Linked DNA regions of Gossypium arboreum: region 1 is linked to region 2. Evidence: chromatin contacts called from public Hi-C data. All regions are on one chromosome and are shown on one strand. The core of a region is the stretch at or near the end of the contact, and the rest is flanking DNA. Distances in the headings are between cores, read along the strand shown. Region 1 holds the start of LOC108474501. Region 2 holds the start of LOC108465783.

Region 1 (5,139 bases), core at 2,523-5,022, 250 kb before region 2:
GTTTTTCACCATTCTGACTAGTTCCTGACTCACAATATCGATTGTAAAACTCCGTCTGAACTCTGTAATCTACACCCTCCTCAGGGTTGGGGAAAGGAATGGGTTCTAGAGCTGGAAGAACTTGATCTGTTGATATGACTGCATTTTGTCCATCAATATCAAAAACAGCTTTAGGGCTGGATGTTTCAGCGGGAGTGCTATCCTCCAATGAATCATCCATGTTCTGCTTACCTTCTTCCATCTCCCAGGGTCTTAGTTCCTTTGCTTTCTGCTCCTTCTGCCTAAGTTTTTTCTGTCTCTTTCTCTCAAGAAGCTCAACTTGCCTAGTGAAGAATCAGGAAATAAATCAGCTAATCAAAGGTCTTCCATTTTGCCTTTCGTAAGATGTTGAAGAGCTATTTCTGAAGAATTATGTCATTAATCTATAACACTGGACTTAGGGGACCTACCTGTTACCACCTGTATCAAGGAACTAAAAAGCCTAAGACTGAAGTTTAGTAGACTAGAACTGATAAACAAAATTCTAACAATTTTCCTCCTCAATGCATGTGCTCTAAGAAAGTTGACTGTTGATGGAAAAAAAGATTTCCACAATTTTATTTTCTTTTCCAGAAATCCAAAAAAAAGTTTTTATACCTGTATCTTCTTCCCCTTTTAACCATTTATATCTGGTGGGGAAAAAGGTTGTCTACATTACATCTTTTGGAAGTAAATTAGTAATTACGCCATATGCAGGGTTTACTAACTCATGGAAAAGAAGAAATTACTAAAAATACTTTACTGATATCTTCTTTCTCCCAGACATTCTCAAAGACAATTTAAAGAATTACTTTCTTCATGCTAAGAGGAAAATTTTGAGAGAAAAGGGGAAAGGATAGGATTTGAAAACAGTCCAACCTTTTTGCACATATCAAATACGACAAACTTAAAAATAACTTTATTTGATGAGGAGAATTAGCAATATGCACCTCTTATGGGCAGCTTCTTCCTCTTCCACTAGCAACTTCTGACACCTCAAAGCTTCGGCATCCTTATCTGCAAGCCATGCTTTAACCTGAACAAAAACAAAGATAATTTTGATCAGGAAATATGACGAGGGAAAAATGTACAAAAGATGACAGATTCATGTGCACACCATCGTACTGCTAGTCCCAAAGGTTAGGGATAGCATAATACTTGCCAACCAAATTATTCATAAGTGTGTGCATGAAAGCTTTTAAGTAAATCAACCTTGAAAGGACAGAAAAAGAAAAAAAGGTACCAATTTCTGTTCTACCAAGAAGCTGGTACAAGCAACCAAGTTTTTGGTGTCAAGACCAATCTTTCCCACTTCCCCATCAAAAATATACTTTTGCATCGACACAGCTGCACCACATAGGAAAGTCCCTTCACTTGCATCATCAAGGATACTAAATAATTCTTGGGAAGATATTGGAAACCTTGATGGTCTAGCTTGGACAAGGTCCTGCATAGAATTAGAATATATGACATCTATAGGATAAGAATGCGTTAGCATGCTTTCGGATCTATGACACTATGTTCCTTACCAGTAGAGCAGAACCTGCCCTCAAGCAAACTTGTGGCAAAGCTGAAAACCCTGGTCTCTTTACAAGTGTTGTCAATGATTTTATAACTGAAGATCCTGGAACTTCCTAGAAGGCATAGTTAGCAAGTAGGCAATTGTTTAGGAGACAAGAACAAACAAAATCAATAATCATACAATATGTGCACGTATATTCTAGCAATAAATAATCATTTGGATACAAGATAATGGTATAAAAATAAAAAATACAATTGTAAACCAGATCTGGATGTCACTTGAATAGTATTAAATGTTGAACCAAGGAATAAGCAGGAGAGAAAAATTAAACAATTACCTCCAATGCCACATCCTTGAATGATACAACTTCCTTTGCCTCATCCTCCGACAGCTGTAAATGATATAAATAAGAACGACAAGAAATGAGAAAGAGGTTAACCTAAAACGAATAAGCAAGAGAGGGAGTGGGGAGAGAAACACCTTGCCCCAAAATGCCGCTAGTAAGTCCCTATTTTTAGCAGAATCCTACAATGTGTAAAATAACATTGTTTAGAGGAGTCCTAAAGGGTTAAAAAAATATATCCACAGATCTCAATTGTCCAAGAGGCTAGCATCTTAAAGAAGCATCGCGAGAGAAGAAATTGCGAAGAAGTATCAACATAATGGACTAATCATGTTTCAAAGACGGTGAGAAAACCTTATCAAGTTTTTTCAACCTATGATGCACACGTATATGCCTTCTATAGTTAATGGGCGAACAAAATTCTCGCGAACACTTATCACACTTTTGCATCTGCACCTTCAGAGGAGTGAGTAAAGGCCATCCAGGGATTTCTGTCAGACATATAGGCAAGAAATCAAGTTATACTATAGCATCAATTATGTAGTATTTTCACACACAATGATTTGAACCATCAACTAAGTTTTAAGTACCTTGTTGATCTAAGGCATGCAGTAATTGAATCCATTGGACTGAGCTGTCCCCAGCCCTAGAGAAAGAAAGGAGAGGCTCTTTTCCAATAGCTTGTCTGATGAAAGTGTCCAAAGAATCATTTGGCTCCTCTGATTTCATTACATCTGCAGAACTGGTAGCCTTGAGTTTTGCAACAGGCATAGCACACAAACAGAGTCACAACCACTAGGGATTTATAACAAAAATTCATTAATAAAACCAACTTGTCCGCTAGGAATTTCTTTCGCAGCAAAACAACTAAATAATTAACCTAAGAATTGATATTAAAATCCATCAGCAGGCAGCAAATATTTAAATTCTAATTTCAAAGAAAAAAAATTCCCAAACCAAAACTCAATAAAAAAAGATAACCAAAGATTGCAGACGGACAGAGTCCAATAAACTCCGTCTACATTTACAAATAAATAAGTTCCCGAACCTTCATTTGCCCATTAGCAGAAAAAAGGGGGAGGCATTTTCTAAACCTTTCCTTTATTGAGCCACAATATAAATATTGAACTCAGTTTTGGCCGAATTCCATTCTTCAAATAACGTAAAATTCAAATTCCAACTTTCTAGTACCAATTTTCAGAGCTTGTAAAAACTAAACTCCATATCAACATAATAAATAATTAAAACAAATTTAAAACAACAGCAGTGGCTAGGGCTTCTATTCACGTGATCTGAGATAAAAGGTTGAATGTAAAAACAAAACAAAAAAATGATAGAAAAGAAAGGTAAGTGAAGCGATCGGTTAACGTACCAGTGTATGAGGGAGAGAGCGAGAGAGATCGATTAGAGGAGAGAAAGAATCTTAAGCGATCGCAAGGATTTAGAGTGAAAGAGCAGGGGATTGGAGAGTGTTTGGTGGAAGGGAAAATAACCGAGAAAAAACAAGGAAGTGATCGGCCGAGAAAATTGTTGCGGAAGAAAAAAAGAGAGTTCCGAGGGAGCGAAGTGTAAGTGAAAAATATATATATAGGCTATATATATGAAGGTGGAGAGGGGAACCCTCCTTAGCAAGAAAATTATTTTTAAAAAAATAGAAAATGAAAACGTACATGATAATGAGGTGGAAGATTTTGGTGGCAACGTGATGTTTTAGACTCCATGACGGACTGTGGAACTTGAGAAATGAAGCAGTACATTTCAATGTCCCAAATCCCAAACTCTTCTCTTTTACCTTCTTCCAAACAAACCCAATTCTACAACCTCGTAACTATTGGGCTCTAAACTTCTCTTTTCTCTCCCAAATTTAATTATTTTCCATCAATTCACCCCATCCAAACCAAAAACAAAAATCCTCGTTAACCTCTATTTTTTGGCCTTATGATTTATAAAGATACTAGTGTCATGAAATTAGAGGTGATTCATTTGCTTCAAATCTGCTTAAGTTGGTCTAACACTCGATTAATGAGAATTCTCAAGATAAATTCTCTAAGGCATCGAAATAAAATGGAAACAAACTCTTAAACGAAGAAGCAAAAAGTGAACGGAAAAGCCACAAGAAAACCAAGCACAAGTGTTTGACTAAATGCTCTCAAAGTATATTTAATAACTCGGAATGGGATGACTACAAATGAGGAAAAGGCCTCTATTTATAATTGAACTCCCCCTATCCAACAATACAATTTAAATTATATCGATGATCAAGATCAAAGTCTATCTACAAAATGAGAGTTTTAAGGGATTTAAACTCTATACAATCTTATCCCTTAGGATTTACAATAATTAACCATGATAACTCTAGCTTTATTGGAGTGTTACACTAAACCACCAAGACTTCAAGTAGATGGACTTCTCCATGTGTTCCACGAATCGGGTCAGTTCAAGTGGGTCAAATGAGCCTCATTTCATCTGTAATAGTCTATTTTTCAGTGAAATCGGAACAGTGGTTTCGGGACCACAAAATCCGATCCAAAAATAAGGTTTATTTTTATTTCATTATATGGTCCGTATTATAATAGGCATGTCGTGTGAAAATGTTGATATGAAAATTTTATCGGTTAAGTGTTTAATTATGAGAAAGACTAAATCGCATAAAATATAAAAGTTGAATTCTAGTAGCTAGAAGGATTAAATAGCTATGGAATTCAAATCTAGAGGTCTTTATATGGTAATTAGACTAGTAAAGAAGTATGTAGATTTTCTTTGATGACTCATCCATGAAAATATAGAAAAAGGGCAATGACTAAATTGGAAATTGCTAAATACTTAATTAATTAAAAGATGAAAAGAAAATATCATCTTATTTTTGTCATCTTCAATCTAAAATTCTACGGAAACGCTAAAAGTGAGAGGGGAAACTTTCAAGGCTTAATTGGGTAAGTTTTCTTGTCCCGTTTTTAGTAATTTTGATATTTTTGAAATCGGGATAGCTTAATCTCTCTATTTGAGGGATTAATTTGAAAAGTTATCAAAGTATGGAAAATGGGTCAAGGATTTATATTTTGAAAATTAGAAATTTATGGTAGAAAATGAAAGGTTGTTGATAGATAAACAACTTTTACAATATGATTTTTTTATGGAAACATGGTTTAAGGATTAAAATATAAACTTGTGAAATTGAAGAAAAATTCTGATTTTTTATGAATACATGTGCTGTAAAATTTGTAGTGGGATTTTGGTTAGGCTTGGAATAGGGAGT
Region 2 (5,552 bases), core at 1,717-4,216:
TTTAAATAAAAAAATTTAAGAATTTTTGAGAGGCTTAATAAGAACTTTTAAAAATTTTGAGACTCAGTTAAAATTTTCAAAAAATTTAAAATGCTTAATAAGAATTACAAAATTTTGGTGGGCCTAATAACAAGTTTCCAAAATTTTTGAGGGTTCTACGAGGATCCTCCCCTGAGCATTAACCAAGCTAAATATCAATGCTTATATTGCAAAATGAGTTTAGTCTGAACAGGAATACCTTTCAGGAGAGAAGTAAACTGGGCCTCGATTGTAATTAAGCAGATCTTGATTTGAAAGCTTGCTTGAGATAAGTCCAGCCTCTGCCAAGCCTGAATCATGCAACTCAATTAGCAAGAATAGTTATAACAAAAAAGGAAGTTACTCTACCAAAATGACCAAGAATATAAAGTCCACTTCTTAACCTTGAATCGATGAAAAATCAGGGTCTTCAGGTATGATGTCATCAAATGCAAGTTCAGTAACATTCTCAACATACATTGCAGGATAAACTTTTGATACTACATTCCTGCAAGCAGCAAAAAGGATTAAATTTACAAGCATAAAGGTATCTATTACATGCTAATTCCTGATGGCTTCACACTGCCATACATGGGAGTAACAAGAAGGCATATATACCTTGAAAGAGCACTGCTTGCTGCCACTAACCACCGAGCATACTCACGACGTGTACAGAGTTCACCAGGTAGAGCTTCAGCCTCAATAACCTGGAAAAGATACATATATATGAGTAATAGGTCACAAGTTCTCATATTATCTGCAAGGGCGAATACACTTAATAATTCTGTATCTCAGTAAGAATGAAATACCTTCAAAACTCGAAGAGCTGCAAGTGCCTGCTCCTGAAACTGATCAACAACTGCAGGAACTAGAACCTCTCCCGGGTGAACCTGTAGATCTGCAGAAACTGCAGACGGAGCAGGTATACCAACTGGGGAGAAGGAACTCCTAGGAGTTGGTGATTCAAAATCTGGTATGCTATCTTTCATCCCATCACAATCAATTTTGCTTTGCTCTATTGTTAATGAATGAGCAGGTGCTGACACAGGGGTTGTTTGAGATGACTCACTCTCATTTAACTTATTATCTTCCAGAGATGCATTCTTTATTTCAACCGAGGGCAGAGACATTTTGCGACTCTCAAGGTTTTCTTTAGTTTGAGAGGAATCTGTGGTTTCCAGATTGTCTTCAGGTATAGCCTGAGGTTCTAAAATTGGTTCCAACTCTGAACTAACTGAGAAGCCCACAATTGAAGGATCACTGATTGAATTGGAACTAGAAGAAGAATCCACTGAGATACTGGAATTCTCTTTTCCTTCAAGTTTTCCCTCGTTGAGATCATTGTCTAGGTTTATTGGGTCAGACAAGTTAGTATCAATAGTTTCTTGGACACTAATCAATTTGTCTTCAATCTCTGAAGTTGCTTCAGGTGAACCAATGTCAAGGTTGCTATCTGACTCTCTTAGGTTTGATGCAACAGAAGAGACACCCACAGCATCAGATTCAGGCAAGTTAGGTGATATCGGAGTTGTGTCCAGGAAAGCTGACTCCCCATCCAAAGATGAAACATTCTGCCTGTATTCTTGAATAGAACTGGTGTTACTGGCACTATCACCATTGGACGTCGAACTGTCTACTAAGTACGTCCCATTGTCATTATCAAGATTATTTTCAGAAGTGCCGCTGGATTCGGTAGGTGCCGAAAGATCCTTATGTGTTCCTGTTTCAATTTCATTTTCTTTGGCTTGTTCACTATCGTTATCAAATGAAACTTCCTGTTGAGCTGTTAAGGGTTCCAACTGCTGTTTGGGTCCTGCAGTCAACAAATGGTATAATCTTTCAACACCAGTTCTCGGGGATTGTTGTCAATTCATCTAAATTAAGTCCAATAAACACAGAAACCAAAAAAAATTAACAGAATATAAATAGATAGAAGAGCATGGTAATAGAACCAAGTGAAATTGAAAGAGACCACTTACTGGAAGTGCTTCGATTACTTAGGGACATTGCTGCAAAGGAAAACCCTGCTACCAGCACAAGTCCAGCTGATCCAGCTCCCATAATTCCTAAAAGCAAACTACTTACGAATTGTTATTAGTCCATAATATGGAAACCAACTAGTTTAATTAGTCCAAACAACCCTGAAAGCTATTTGCGGGATTATGCCTCAAATTCAATGCCTAAATATCATATGATTCATATATGCTTCACTGCTATGAAATAGCTTTGATTAACAGACAGTAAACTAACATTTAGTGCAAGGAAACATAATTAAAAACTTAATCAGAAAACATAATTAAGAAGCCAAATTGCAAGCAAGAAATGTTTTAACATTTTCTTATTCTCTTCTACTCAACTCTTGAAAACAAAAGACAGCCGAAATTCAGCCAAGAGAAGTAGTGAGAACATTTGTTTGTGCAAGGTATAATAGATAAATACCTCCAAACCTTCTTCTCCCTCCCGAGCCAATGGAATCTTCAACAGTATCCGAATCGGACCAGCCGGAAAAAGTATCCGCCCCAGCAGTGGAGTCCGATACAATCCGCGAAGCAACATTACGACGTCGTTCCAGTTCCTTAGTCCGGCTTAGTGAAACCGAGAGCAGACGAGGACGACGATAATCAAGCAGGAGAAGCGGACGTGGTTCCCTACAATTCCTGCAACGGAAAGCCAAGCGGAGCTGAGGAGAGCTTGGAGACCACGAGGCAGATGTAGAAGCCATCACAAACGGAAACGAATTGAGACAGAGAGAGGATGGAGAAGAAGATAGAAGGTGAAAAAGGTGATTTGTTCTAGCTAGGGTTTATGGTTGGTTGGTGTTGTGTTGATTCCTTCTTTTCGTGCAGACAAAGAGAGAAACAGGAACTGTGTGAATCTTTATCTAATTTTCTATGATTACAAAGGGACGCTGCTTCACTTTGAGTCTCCCTCTTGTCTTTTCTTTAATTAAATATACTAAAAATAAATAAATAAACATGATACCGAAAATAAAAAGTTTATAATTTAGGCACTATCATTATATATTATTTTCATTTTAATCATTATAGTTATATGCACTCCTCATTAGATACATTCATTTTAATCCTTCAGTTTTCATTTTTTGTCTTTTAAGAATTATTTTTAGTTTTTCCCACTAAAATCCATTTTATATGGAATTATGTGCGTTTTTATAGAAAAAAGTTTTGAGTTTTTACAACAAAATCCCAACTTATCCTTTTCATTTCCTTTATTTTTTCCCGAATTAATTTTATTTTTTAATAAAAGGAAAAACTTAAATTTTTACAATTAAAAATAATTTTATCTTTTAATTTCTTTTATTTTTTTAGTCAAAGAGAAAATTAGGGTTTTACAAAATTATTGGGTTTTTTAAACAGTGAAAACCTTTTTTTTAAATAGAATTGAGTTATATGTGAAAAATGTGACTTTCATCTTAGTATTTGAATAGCTTAATTATTTGTAAAACCTATTTTTAAAATTAAAATTAATTCTATAAAAGAAATATTTTTGGTATAATTTTATAAATTAAAATGAGTGATCAAAATGAAAATTTACTAAAGTTCGGTAATTGAAATGAGTTTATGTAATGATAAATTAATGACAAGTGACTAAAATGATAAAAATTGTAACAACAGTGACTGAAATGATAAAAGCATCTAACAACATAGCCTAAATTTGCAAACTTTTATTTTTGATGCCTAAAATAAAAACTTATGAGAGTTAAGTGACCAACCGTATAGTTAACTCGTAAATAAATTGCTTAGCAAGTTTTTTTTTTTTTTTACCCAAGTTAAGTTCTAGGAAATAGAACATAAAAATAAAGCTTAAATACAAAAAAAAGTAAAATAATTAAAATTTAATTAATATCTTAGTAGAAAAATCATACTTAATTAAGGTTTGAATAGAAAATTACATATAATTAATGTCTTAATTGAAAGTTAGGAATCAATTAACATCACGTTTTGTTCACTGTAATAAAATAGGGCTGTAATTGAATAAAGCTGTAATGGAATGGAATAGAGCTGTAATAGCATTCTTTTGTTTAGTTGAATGGAATAGATGTTGTAATAGTATAAGGAAAAAAGGCTTAAATGACTAAAGTACCCTTAGCATAATTTGTTTAGGTAGATAATTATTGTTATTGTTATTAAATTTTAATAACATTATTATTAAATATATTTTATTAAAATAATAATAAATAATTTAATCATATTTTAACATAATTATTATTAAATATAATTTAATAAAATAATATACAATTCAATAATATTCTTAATATAATTATTATATGAATTAAAAATCATAATATATAATATTATTAAAATAATATATAATCTACTTTATTATTTTTAAATTGCATTACAATTTAATGTGCTAAAAGTAGGGAGAAGTTAAAAATTATTTTAAGGTTAAAATGAATAATTAATTTATAAGAGATCAAATTATAATTTTATCATTATATTAATTTATGATTTGATAAAATTTAAAAGGTTTTATTACAAATTTACCATTTTGGGAGAGTCACATCTTCGTGACTTTAATATTATGATATAAATTTAATTTAATCAAGGAATACCTTTGCATAATATCTATATGAGGAATATATTAAATCCAATCAATTATAAAACTTACAAAATTATATTTCAACAAAATTATCTCAAATTCATTAAAAATAGAAAAGTAAAAAGATTATTAAAAAATCTTAGTATGGAATAATATTAAAGCCTTTGGATCGATATGTACATGTGAATACAAAATAAAACAATAACTATACCAATATTTTCTTTCACAAAATTATTACATGCCGAGAGATAGACTAGTGGTTCTACTACGAGCTACCAATTTTTTTTCATTTTGTCAAATTCATTTTTTTAGCAAATAAAATATAGTATTATTAACATTTAAACATGGATCTTTTAAGAATTTTGTAATTAAAAATTTTCAAAAATAATGAATAGACCTACACTAGATACATCATACATATACTACTCAACACCTACAACCGAATGAATCCAAAAAACATAAATTGTAAATGCTGCAGATTATGTAACAGCTTATTCAAAGTATACTTTGCATCCATGTCATCAATCTCTTCCTTCGTTTCAGCTTCATTGAGAGACTTTGATATTGATTCGAATAACTGCTTATTCAAAGTATACTTTTCACTGTTATCAATCTGTAGACATTCCTCATCGTAATTTTTCTTTTGCTGCATCTGAAGCACACTCTTACGCTTTTGAAGGAGCAACCACATGTCTAATTCTTTTATAATCCAAAGTACCTGAAAATAATGCAATAAATAGAACTTGCTCTTGGATGTCACACTTTCAGTATACCATCATAGTATAGAGACCATTATTATGGCTCAGCCATTGATTAAGGCATCTGAGCCACTCTCAACTCTTGGCACATAAGCAAAATTTAATAAAAAAAACTTACCTTATGCTACTTCAATTGCCTTGATTGTCCAACATCATCATTATCTTCATTCTCAGCCTCATTTTGCTCAAAATCATCCAGCAGACTCAGACATTGCT

The links. A called contact is a pair of places that touch in the nucleus more often than the background predicts.
Region 1: a Hi-C map of leaf shows a contact between it and region 2, with 4 times the contacts expected there. The contact joins the promoter of LOC108474501 here to the promoter of LOC108465783 in region 2. A contact is called at or near these places in 3 of 5 Hi-C or Micro-C datasets (all in leaf).

What each region holds. Positions count from the first base shown.
Region 1 is chr8:72,766,235-72,771,373 of ASM2569848v2, reverse strand. LOC108474501 reads right to left here and starts at 3,772. Exons shown (of 11, transcript XM_053018397.1): 1 at 3,554-3,772; 2 at 2,474-2,633; 3 at 2,238-2,374; 4 at 2,021-2,065; 5 at 1,878-1,931; 6 at 1,548-1,652; 7 at 1,262-1,465; 8 at 969-1,054; 9 at 1-323. The coding sequence starts at 3,640.
Region 2 is chr8:72,516,122-72,521,673 of ASM2569848v2, reverse strand. LOC108465783 reads right to left here and starts at 2,966. Exons shown (of 10, transcript XM_017766163.2): 1 at 2,458-2,966; 2 at 1,998-2,084; 3 at 828-1,831; 4 at 637-725; 5 at 423-526; 6 at 239-329. The coding sequence starts at 2,740.